3 separate regions of the Mus musculus genome follow, and all the other regions are linked to region 2. A link is a contact called in public HiChIP or PLAC-seq data. All regions are on one chromosome and are shown on one strand. Each heading gives the region's core, a stretch centred on a gene start, on an enhancer-like site or on the middle of the called end of the contact. The rest is flanking DNA. Distances are from core to core; before and after follow the strand shown. Region 1 overlaps Gm46143 (a long non-coding RNA gene). Region 2 has its middle 17 kb from the start of Gm36227. Region 3 overlaps Gm35835 (a long non-coding RNA gene).

Region 1 (3,310 bases), core at 95-2,594, 170 kb after region 2:
CAAAATGACCCTTCACTCTAGGGTATTTTCTGCTTTAATGCATCTCCTTGGATATCATATAAATCTCTCACCTATGGTCTCTCCTGTGACTGGTTGTTACAGGAATACAACCCACCATGGTTTACAGAGACAGACAGTGTAGGTCCTCACATTCAAAGGCTAACATGGCATCCCCATGGGAAGTGGGGAGAGGGGCTAAGAAGGGCAGCTTTCTTTGTCTTCTTCCCTGAGTTTCCATCTTTCTTCTTCTTTCATCAAACCTTTCCTAACTTAACCTCTCTTTGCTCTGCTCATCCCAGAACATGACTCGTTTCGACCTTTATTTAGCTTCTCAGACCTGGCTGCTCGTTAACTATTACTTACCTCATCTACTTTAAACAACGAGCTTGTGAACGTGTTCTTCTTATGCTTCCTGAAGGATAAAACTGAAGCTCACTGGGTCTGAGCCTGCCCAGGGTTGACCAGCTTTAAGCCCCAGTCTGGCTAAGCAGCAGCAGTTCTGTCTCCCAAAACCTCCCATCACCTGCATTGGCTTCTTCTTGCCTCTCTAAGCAAATCCTCTAACTTGGTTCATAGTTTATAGTGACCAACAACTCATCTTGTCTGGAGTTGTCAGTGAGCTCTTGTGCTCCTTTTCTCATGCACTGGTCTCTGCTGTTTGTTACCCTGAAGTCTGCAAGGACAGAACACGTGTGCTCTGTGTGCTCTAGTGATCCCTGGGAAGCACTCTCATACATCGGAAGGGACACCAAACCTGAATGCTCACAATATGAGAGTCCACTCGGGGCTTCATTTCTTATCTGTGTGGCCTTTGACTGAGCCTACTTTTCTTTACTTGATTGAGAGAGAGAGAGAGAGAGAGAGAGAGAGAGAGAGAGAGAGAGAGAAAGAGAGAGAGAGAGAGAGCTATAAAGCTTACCATAGTGACACATGCCTAAGAGCACCAGTACTTTCAAGGCAGATGCAGGAGAAGGAAGTATTCAGGACCTTCCTTGGCAACATAGCAACTTTGAGCCAGCCTGGGCTACCTGAAATGTTTTTTGCTTTTTTTTTTTCTTTCTCCACACACAATAGATATAACACCTATTAAACTTGCTAGGTGAGGCACTATAGAGACATTCCCAGCCACCTTTCAAACCCCCTCACAGAGCATGTCACTCTCAGGAAGTGTTAAGTCACGTGTGCTGATTTCTGAGCCTGGGAGAATGGTGTCCTGGGAGACTAGTACTTCATGTCCCAGCAAAGCAGCCTCAGCACAGCCTGGTGTTCTGGCCTGAGTTCCTGCTGGGTGGTGAGAGCCAATCAGCAAAAGCCTCGAGCTGTTCCTCCCCTGAACAATGGAAACGTGGAATGGTGTGACTGGCCAGGTGCCAGGCAGCTGTTCTGTGAGTCCTTGGAGGATAGCAATGGTCTCACATTGCAGAGAGGGATTTAGTTAAACCTGAAGAAGTATTTCCTGAGTATAGGCACCACGAGAGGTTGGAATGTAAGGTTAAGAAAGGCTTGAATGCCTTTCTTTGGGAATAGTGAAAAAAGAAGAAGGGGGAAAAGCTCCCCCAATCCATCTATGTGAGTGCTGTGCTGCCAAGAGGCAGAAAGATGGATTTGTTCCTTTGAGAGCAAGGAGTTGTCAGTATTGAGAAACAGGGTCTGCTTCTTCTCTCCCCTCACCTTTCATAATAGAGAACTCTTCAGTGCTCCCACAGAGCACCACAAGCCTCACCTGCTCTGATAACTGACCACACCATGCTTCTCCCCTCCCTCCCCAAACATCTGCTTCAGCTCTTTATCAGCATCACTTAACTGTACTGAGTGTGTAGCCTCCAGTGTGTTCAGGAAATGGGGTTCCCTGAAGCAAGAGACCAACCTCAATTAAAGCTTCAGGTGTCCAAACAGACCGTGGAATACACCACGAAATGTCACCTGAACTGCCTTCCCTCTGTGAGCAAGCAGCACTTACTGTGGGTTTTTCTTTGTGACTACATTCCCCAGAATTCTGTCTGCTCCTCCACAGCAAATGCATCCTTATTGGCTTTGTGAGTTAAGGATATGCAAAACCTTGTACTTCATTGTCTTACTCCTGCCAACAGAATACGTGCAGGTAAAAGTCACTGGTAAATCCCCCAGATGAAAGATAAATGAAGCTTTTGAGAGGTACAGTATTGGCGAGGCCTGGATCCACAAAATCGTTAACCTTTAGAATTGTGGAAGTCGTCAACCCAATGGTAAAGGGTGTGGCTTTCTACAAACATTGTGGTGAGCACCTTGGCGGAATTTCCAGCCCCACACAATCTCTCACAAATGACCTCACTCATCCAAGTGTTTTCAATCCTCTTAGCATCCTACAGACACACTTGGTCCTGGCCTGCTAAGAACAAAGTGCCGATGCCTCGGTTCAAGCTCAAACACTGTGTTTTCGAGGCTTGATCTTTATCTACTTCAAGGTCAAGACTATTTAACTGTGGGTTTATTTCATGGAACTGTACCATTTGCTGATTTCTTCCCAAGAGATCTTTGGAGTATTTCCTGGGCCTTTGGATCTATGAACAGCATGCTCGAACTAGAGGCCAAGAATCTGGTTTTTGTTTTTGTTTTTGTTTTTTGTTTTGTTTGTTTGTTTGTTTACAGCAAATGAAACTAAAAGTGCTTTAGATTTTAGATTCAAAAAACAGTTGGAGATATACCCATATATATATATGTGTGTGTGTGTGTGGTTGTGTGTATGGTATGTGTGTGTTTGTGTGTGTATGTGTGTCTGTCTCTGTGTGTGTGTGTTTAGATATAGATATATTTGGGACAGCAACCATGTCTAGACATGCAGTCATTTGCGTGTAATTTGTGTGTGAGGCCTGTTGTTGATGTTGCTGTAATAAAACACCACGACCAAAAGGGACTTATGAAAGATAGAGTTTATTTTGACTACAGTTTCAGAGGGGGAGTCCATAATGGTGGGGGAGGCATGGAAGCTGACAACGGGAGCAGCAAGTCCAGAGATCACTCCTGCAAAGACCAAACCCAAAGTAGAGAATGAAGCAGAACTTGGGCAAAGCTATAAAACTCTTAAAGCACCCCATCTCCTCCAGTGATCTTCCTCAAGTCAGTGCCACCTCCAAAGGTTCTATAACCTCCCCAAGCAGTGCCACCAACTGGGCAGTAAATGCTCGAATTCTTGAGCCTGCGGAGATCATTTCCTGGGCAAATGACCACAAGCTCTATGTGACTTTTAAATTAGCATCTTCAGAACCTCCACCATGACCTGCCATCCCCACTCCTTCCAAGGGAAGGGGTGGGAAGAGAGGTTGAACTCCCA
Region 2 (3,393 bases), core at 701-3,200:
TCAAAATGCTTAAGTGGGTGACCATTTTATACCGCTGGTCAGGAAACCCAGTGACATTCTTTGCTGCAGTGTTCGGCCATGTGGAAGGCATTGGAACTGGGGGTTTGGCTGGGCCAGATCTTGTTACCCACTGAGATGCCCATGGCAATGTGTGATGGGAGCCTGTTCCAATGCCTTGGGCAGATAACATGTTGAGTCCCAGTTCACACCAAGAGCCGGTTCACTTACACAGCAGAAGGTTATTTGGGGTTCACTTAGTCAAGACTAGAGGAAAAATCCCAGCGCCTGTGCACCAGCATTCCTGCCTCCAGCTTTAGCATCATTGCAGACCCCAGACGGTGTGTGGCAGCGGGTTAAGGGTGTTAAACATAGGAGGCCTTGCTTGCATCTTGCTCCAGACTGGCAATGACAATGAATTATTAGAAAAACCCAGGGTAGTCGACACAAAGCTGCCTCTTAAATGCTTATTTTTTCAGCCTTGGTCCATTGGGCACCACTGACCATCCACACCCTAAGATACTCTAAAATACCCCACCTTCACAGTATTCCACTTCATTTTAACATAGCAAAGCATTAATAGTCTGGCCGAAGTGTTCTCTCTCTCTCTCTCTCTCTCTCTCTCTCTCTCTCTCTCTCTCTCTCTCTCTCTCTCTCTCTCCTCTCTCTCTCTCTCTCTCTCTCTCTCTCTCTCTCTCCCTCCCTCCCTCCCTCCCTCCCTCTCTCTCTCTCTCTCTCTCTCCCTCCCTCCCTCCCTCCCTCCCTCCCTCCCTCTCTCTCTCTCTCTCTCTCTCTCTCTCTCTCTCTCTCTCTCCCTCCCTCCCTCCCTCCCTCCCTCCCTCCCTCCCTCCCTCCCTCCCTCCCTCCCTCCCTCCCTCCCTCTCTCTCTCTCTCTCTCTCTCTCTCTCTCTCTCTCTCTCTCTCTCTCTCTCTGTTTTTTTTTCCTGGTGGCCTCCCTCCCAACTCCATCCCCTTCCATCTCATTGGCTCCAGACAAGTACTGGGGAACCAATGAGATTCCTCTTCTTCATTCATGTCCTAGCAACAAGCCCAGTTCCAATCTTTCTCTGCCAAACTAACACCTGAAAAATTACATCATGAATAATGGCAAAAAGCAGCAAGGGCCAGAGAAGGGCTTTTTTTTTTCCCCCTTCAACTGTCTGCTGCAGAGTTCATTTAAGGTGTTTTCGTCTAGATTCTTAAAGCAACAATGTCCTAGGTTTTTGCTGATCTTTTTCAGCATACATACATACATATATATATATATATATATATATATATATATATATATATATATGCTGTTATCGAATGAAGTAACAGCTTTTGAAGCTAAATAAAAGGAAAACATTTTAATGGGGTTCACTGTATAGCCGTCCACACACACCCCTCCCAAGTCTGCGTTTAGAGGAGCGGAGGGGAATTAGACTGCTCTCCTATATTCTTAAGGAAAGGACGAAATTGGCCCAAGCCTCACAAGGCAGCACATCCACCCACTGTTCAACACAAAAAAAACGTAGTCCCCTTCCTGGCGGTGCCCCCTGCTCTTGTTAAATATCCCCTAGGCCCCTTTCATTACTCTTTGGGGATAAAGAAGCCATTCTTTATGAGGATCATGGAGCCAGGGAATGAGGTACCTGGAGAGTCTTCCCCGGAAGTGAAGTTGTATAGGGTATGCAGAGTGGGGGTGCTTTAGTGCGTTTAGTTCCGTACACGTGGGGGCAGCGAATGCAAACTCGTAGCTGGGGAACCACCACAGGGACAATGACATCCAGATGACCTGGGCGGGGGCGGGGGGTGGGGGAGAGGAAACTGAGAAAGAGAGGTGAGGTGATGTGGTGTGGGCTTGCAGGAGGATGATGGGGGAGGGGGATGGAGGCCCTGGAGGGGGTCGGGGCTGTGAATGGAAAGGTCCACCCTTCTAGGCATTTTTCAAGTCCCAGACGCCGCTTCCGGCTTCCCCCACCCCACCCAGTCTAGAGCAGACGCGCGCGAGGAGACTCAGACACAAAGGACCACAGCCCTGCGCAGGAATCGAAGGGGGAGGGGAGGGACACCTGCCCGCGTGCACGTGCAGGGGCGCAGCCAGGGAAGACCCTGTGCTCAGTCTCTTGCTCTCCCCTGCAGGATCTATGCGTGGCAGGATCTGGCAAGGGCCCCAGGAGTCGGCTACAGGGGGTGCTTGGCTGAAGGAGCAGAAAATAGGTCCACTGGGTGCCTGGCTCCCTGATAGTGTTTGCTGATCTCCTCAGCCATAGCCTTGGCAGCAGGTGGTGCCTCCAGACAGCCTGCCTGGGTGCTTGTGAAAGCGAGTAACTGCATAAATTCTGCGTAGGAAAGAGAACCATGCCAGCGAAGGGACTAGGTGGAGGAGGGAAAAGGGTTTGTGGGAGCTTGCTCTTCGGAAGGAGGTAGAGTCGGTAAGCTCATAGTCACTCCCCCACACAGGTTACACTAATGTTCTTGCTCAACTGCTGCCATGGCGGGTGCGGGAGGAATCACCGAGTGGCCTGAGGGGCTCTAGGCAATCCGTGTCTTTTTATCTACCTACCAGGGTTTCAGCCTGTTTTCCTGGGATCCAAGAAAGAGACCCAGGCTCGAAAGCATCCCAGCGCACAGTGCAGAGAATTTGGATGATGCTCTGATATTTGGGAGAAACAGGTGGTCGTTCAGCTCAGTGAAAAAGTCACCAGGGGAAGGAGCCCCACAGCGGGGTCTTCTGTTGCATCTTTCTTGGGCAGGGAGGTCTAAAGCTGTGGGATCCTGTCTCCTCCCCAATGTCATTGTTAGTGACAGAGGGAGGTGTTGCAGGTATGCAGGGGTGGGGTGGGGTATGGCTTCCACAGAACTCAGTCATGCCAGTGCCAGCATGATACCCTCCTTGGTACTGGGCAGCAACCCTGGGTTGGGGTGATATTCCTACCTCGAAGGTTTATGTCCCCACACCACCCGGGGCCTCTGTAGTATAACTTGTTTCTGAATCCCCCCTCCCCCCTCCCCCCCAGCCTGGTTCCTTGTCCTTATTGTCCTTCCTGGGACAGGATTCTTCTGGCTAGGCTTTAAGAGTTGGTTTTCTGAGCAGGAGTGATGGCTCAGTGGGTATGTGTCTGACCTCAGTGCCCCCACTGCAAGATGAGGATCTGAGATAGAAGAATTCCCGGGAAAGCTCATGAGCCCTGTCACACAGAGCATCGAGCAAATGACCCTGTCCCAAACAAACTAACAACGCAAGGTTTTCCTTTAACTCCACAAGTGTGCCTGCATTCTAACACATGAACACACACACCAAAATGACATTATGCACACACATACACACACACACACACACACACACACACACACACACACACACACACACACACGGAGAGACAGAGAGAGGCAGAATCAGACAGAGACAGA
Region 3 (3,460 bases), core at 782-3,281, 240 kb after region 2:
TGCCTCCATGGCATACCAAACCTTCTGGAAATAATGCACAATTAATTCTCTTGGCTGCACTTCAAACAAGCTCAAAAGGGATATTTTCCCTGTTTTCTGGATGAAAGGCAGAGGCCCATTCGTTCATGGGAAGAGCACTACAAGGATTTACACTGACTTTTCTGGCAGCCCAGGCCTTGCACACGTTATACAGCAGTCTTCTTTACTCCCCTGTGGAAGAATTAAACACATCTCCTTCTACTTTCTACATTGGACTGTGGAAAGTGGCAGATCTGTGCTAAATGACCCTGTGGATTGAGGGGGACTAGAGTCTTAATCTTTTGCCGATCTCTGGCTTACACTTTCTGAAGCTGGCTTGTTTGACTAGTAAATCAACTCTGTGTCGATCCAGTTCCCTGCATTTAGGCCATGATTACTCCCCAGCCACAAGAGAAGGAACCTGGTGCTCGGCAAGTCTATCATCTACCTCTCAGGCATGGTGCTAGACCGTAAGAATAAATTCAAAGAGCTCAGGGAAAGAGAGTGTGCCTGCAACCTGCTCTCAGCCCAATAGTCGAAGGTAGATGATTAGATGTCATTAGAAGAGCCTCTCTAAGCCCCGGGACATAATTAACAGAATGGTGACCACCTGCTGTCAGGTGCCAGCATTGGGGGTAATTAGTAAGCCCAGTACCTAAGGATCACAAGGTCTAAGAAAGGAAAGAAGCAGAGAGAAAGACAGAGAGAGAGAGAGAGAGAGAGAGAGAGAGAGAGAGAGAGAGAGAGAGAGAGAGAGAGAGAGAGAGAACACATTCAAAAAGGCAGAGTGAAATCCCAGAAGAATCTGAGAGTTTAGAACAGCAATCTGGAAGAAATCAATCGGGTCCTTTAGGAGCTGCTGATGTCACAGCAGCTAAGCCAGCGAAGTGTCACTGAACCTGAGCACCTAGGGATGTTGGCTGACCTACTCACAGCCCAAAGCCACTGTCACTGTGCAGCAGGGTCTGTCGTTTAGCATCTTACAAATAAAGGAAAGGAAAGCAATCGATATGCAACATGACGAAAGCCTGGGAGAGCCAAACCCGGTTGGCAGGTCACAGGCCCGAGAGAGGCGAGAGAGACAAAAAGGGCCTGGAGATGTCAGCCTCAGATTTCTCAAGCCACACAAAGGCTGTTGGCTTTCAATACACACTGCTTGCCTCTGTTCATGGGAGAAAGGGGAACAAGGTGGTCAGTGTTAAAGGAAAGAGGGGGACAAGCGCCTGACGACAGTCTTGGAGCTGAATTTAAAAACATCAAATTAGAGGCATGTGCGCTGAAATGAGGCTCCGCTGCCTGGGAACGCACCTCCCTAAACAAATGCAGCAATTACGACGGCTGGTGCTTTGGCTCCCGGGTAGCACATTGAACACTGATGGGGGCCAGCGAGCCCACTCATTTCCCAAATCGCCCCTTTCACAACATCTCCACGGGAAAGTTAGGCCTGTCAGCTCGCTGCTTTGATGGCCACTAATACGACATCGCTCCAGGAGGACAAAGCTTAGTGTATGTTTCGACACTGTTCACTTAGCATGTTCCGCAGCCAGCAAGAGTTCCTAGCAGAAATCTCTCTGTCTTTTATCTTTAACATTTTAAAGGCTCAAATCAACTTACTAATATTACGAACCTAGACTTCATAATAGTATGTACACACACACACACACACACACACACACACACACAGATGCTCCTAAGAATTGTACCAAATGGTGGCCCTGCATCCATACATAGCAGTCTAGATTTTCTCTGAAATTCAGAACCAACTGACCCAAGCACTCACTCACAGGGCCCTGGAGTTGATACTGTAGCTACCAGGCTACATTCTTGACTTCCTCCCTAACATGGAGTTCCCATAAACTCTGTTGTTGTTGTTGTCTTGTTTCTGGATCTCTGGGTTTCTTTTAACATCCAGCTCCTAGGACCCCTGAGTTGGCCTTACTCCTACCCTGCTCTCACTCCATGTCTCCTGCCTTGTCTTATCTTCCTAGTCAAGGCTTCCAACTGCTTTTTGTAAGCAGTCATTGTTCAGGGTCTTGGTGTGACCTGAATATATTAGGAAGGTGGCAGGAGATCAGGGAAGGAGAAAAGAAAGAAAAACAGCAGAGCAGAAAATGCTCTGTGTGCAAGGTCTTTCCCAACAGAAAGCAGTTTCCTCAGGAGTTAACAGTGATGGAGTTTGTTGGGTGGGTTTTAATGTGTTCTGTCCTGAGCTTCTTGTTTCAAAAGACTTCACAACCAACATAAGTGAGGCTACTGTAATACAGTGCTAGCAAAAAATGGAGGCTATTACATAAATATGAAAGAGTAGGGGTTCCTAATAATTACCCTAATATTTGTTCCTTTCAGTAACAGACTTTGCCCTGAATAGAGTTGGGTGGTAGCCCCAGCCTCATTACTAACAAAGTTCCCAGCCTCATCTATCACAAAAAATACTTTCATACTCAAATCAAAGAAACATGTAACTGCCAAGTCATCAGAGATACAGGGACAAGGACTGTGGGTTAAAGGTCAGAGGGCTAGGAGCTGTGAAGAAAAAAAATAATCACAACATACCCAAGAGAAGTAAACTGATTCAAAAGTATGTAAGAACAAGTAAGTTTCTGCTACCTTCCAGTGGGCCCAATGTGAGCAGACACCTTGTGCTTCCAATATCATGCATCCCCTACACTAGATTCTCTACACTGTAACCTTAAATAAACTGTCATTCCCTCAAAAGAAAGTGTGAGCTGGGGTTTAAAAGTGGGGCTCAGTCTCTTGTGAGGCTATGCCAGGGCCTAGCAAACACAGAAGTGGATGCTCACAGTCAGCTATTGGATGGATCACAGGGCCCCCAGTGGAGGAGCTAGAGAAAGTACCCAGGAGCTAAAGGTATCTGCAACCCTATAGGTGGAACAACAATATGAACTAACCAGTACCCCCGGAGCTCTTGTCTCTAGCTGCATATGTATCAGAAGATGGCCTAGTCGGCCATCAGTGGAAAGAGAGGCCCATTAGTCGTGCAAACTTTATATGCCTCAGTACAGGTGAATGCCAGGGCCAAGAAGTGGGAGTGGGTGGGTAGTTGAGTGGGGGGCTATGGGGGACTTTTGGGATAGCATTGGAAATGTAAATGAAGGATATACCTAATTAAAAAAAAGTGGGGCTCAGTGGTTAAGAGCACTTGTACCACATGGTTTCTACCACCGGCATGGTGGCTCACAACCATCTGGAACTCTAGTCCTGGGACATCTGATGTCCTCTTCTGAACTCCATAGGCATCTACACACAAGAACCCATGTAATACATATTTTTAAAACAGTACTAAAGGAAGTGAATAACAGTAAAAACACTAAAAGACTAATGCTTTGACAAAAATGGAGTGAAGGGATTACATCTTACCAACAAGAACCACAAACCCTCTTTCCAGTGGAGAGGTGTGCCATGATGAAGAATTGGAAGATTG

Evidence for each region. HiChIP or PLAC-seq counts read pairs in DNA pulled down with a chosen protein or histone mark.
Region 1: an H3K4me3 HiChIP or PLAC-seq map of embryonic basal ganglia shows a contact between it and region 2, with 2.1 times the contacts expected there. The contact joins two enhancer-like sites. A contact is called at or near these places in 4 of 484 Hi-C or Micro-C datasets (cerebellar granule neurons, cerebellum, embryonic fibroblasts and 1 more) and 7 of 115 datasets of contacts at active chromatin or transcription factors (craniofacial prominence, embryonic basal ganglia, embryonic limb bud and 4 more).
Region 3: an H3K4me3 HiChIP or PLAC-seq map of embryonic forebrain shows a contact between it and region 2, with 4 times the contacts expected there. The contact joins two enhancer-like sites. A contact is called at or near these places in 6 of 484 Hi-C or Micro-C datasets (brain, cortical glia, cortical neurons and 3 more) and 8 of 115 datasets of contacts at active chromatin or transcription factors (astrocytes, craniofacial prominence, embryonic basal ganglia and 5 more).

Annotation. Positions count from the first base shown.
Region 1 is chr9:41,764,730-41,768,039 of GRCm38.p6, reverse strand. It overlaps Gm46143 (a long non-coding RNA gene), which reads right to left. Exons shown (of 2, transcript XR_001779341.1): 2 at 2,895-3,310. Among named protein-coding and RNA genes, the nearest start is that of Gm46143, 6.1 kb to the right of the region's middle. Within about 2 kb of position 1,344, at least 95 of the 459 cell types and tissues checked have an H3K27ac peak or open chromatin away from gene starts, as enhancers often do. A contact at or near this core is called in craniofacial prominence, embryonic basal ganglia, embryonic limb bud and 2 more, where this site is marked.
Region 2 is chr9:41,934,453-41,937,845 of GRCm38.p6, reverse strand. No RefSeq gene overlaps it. Among named protein-coding and RNA genes, the nearest start is that of Gm36227, 17 kb to the right of the region's middle. Within about 2 kb of position 1,950, at least 142 of the 459 cell types and tissues checked have an H3K27ac peak or open chromatin away from gene starts, as enhancers often do. A contact at or near this core is called in brain, cortical glia, cortical neurons and 9 more, where this site is marked.
Region 3 is chr9:41,695,887-41,699,346 of GRCm38.p6, reverse strand. The region is part of intron 2 of Gm35835 (a long non-coding RNA gene); the gene reads left to right. Among named protein-coding and RNA genes, the nearest start is that of Gm35835, 40 kb to the left of the region's middle. Within about 2 kb of position 2,031, at least 52 of the 459 cell types and tissues checked have an H3K27ac peak or open chromatin away from gene starts, as enhancers often do. A contact at or near this core is called in brain, cortical glia, cortical neurons and 5 more, where this site is marked.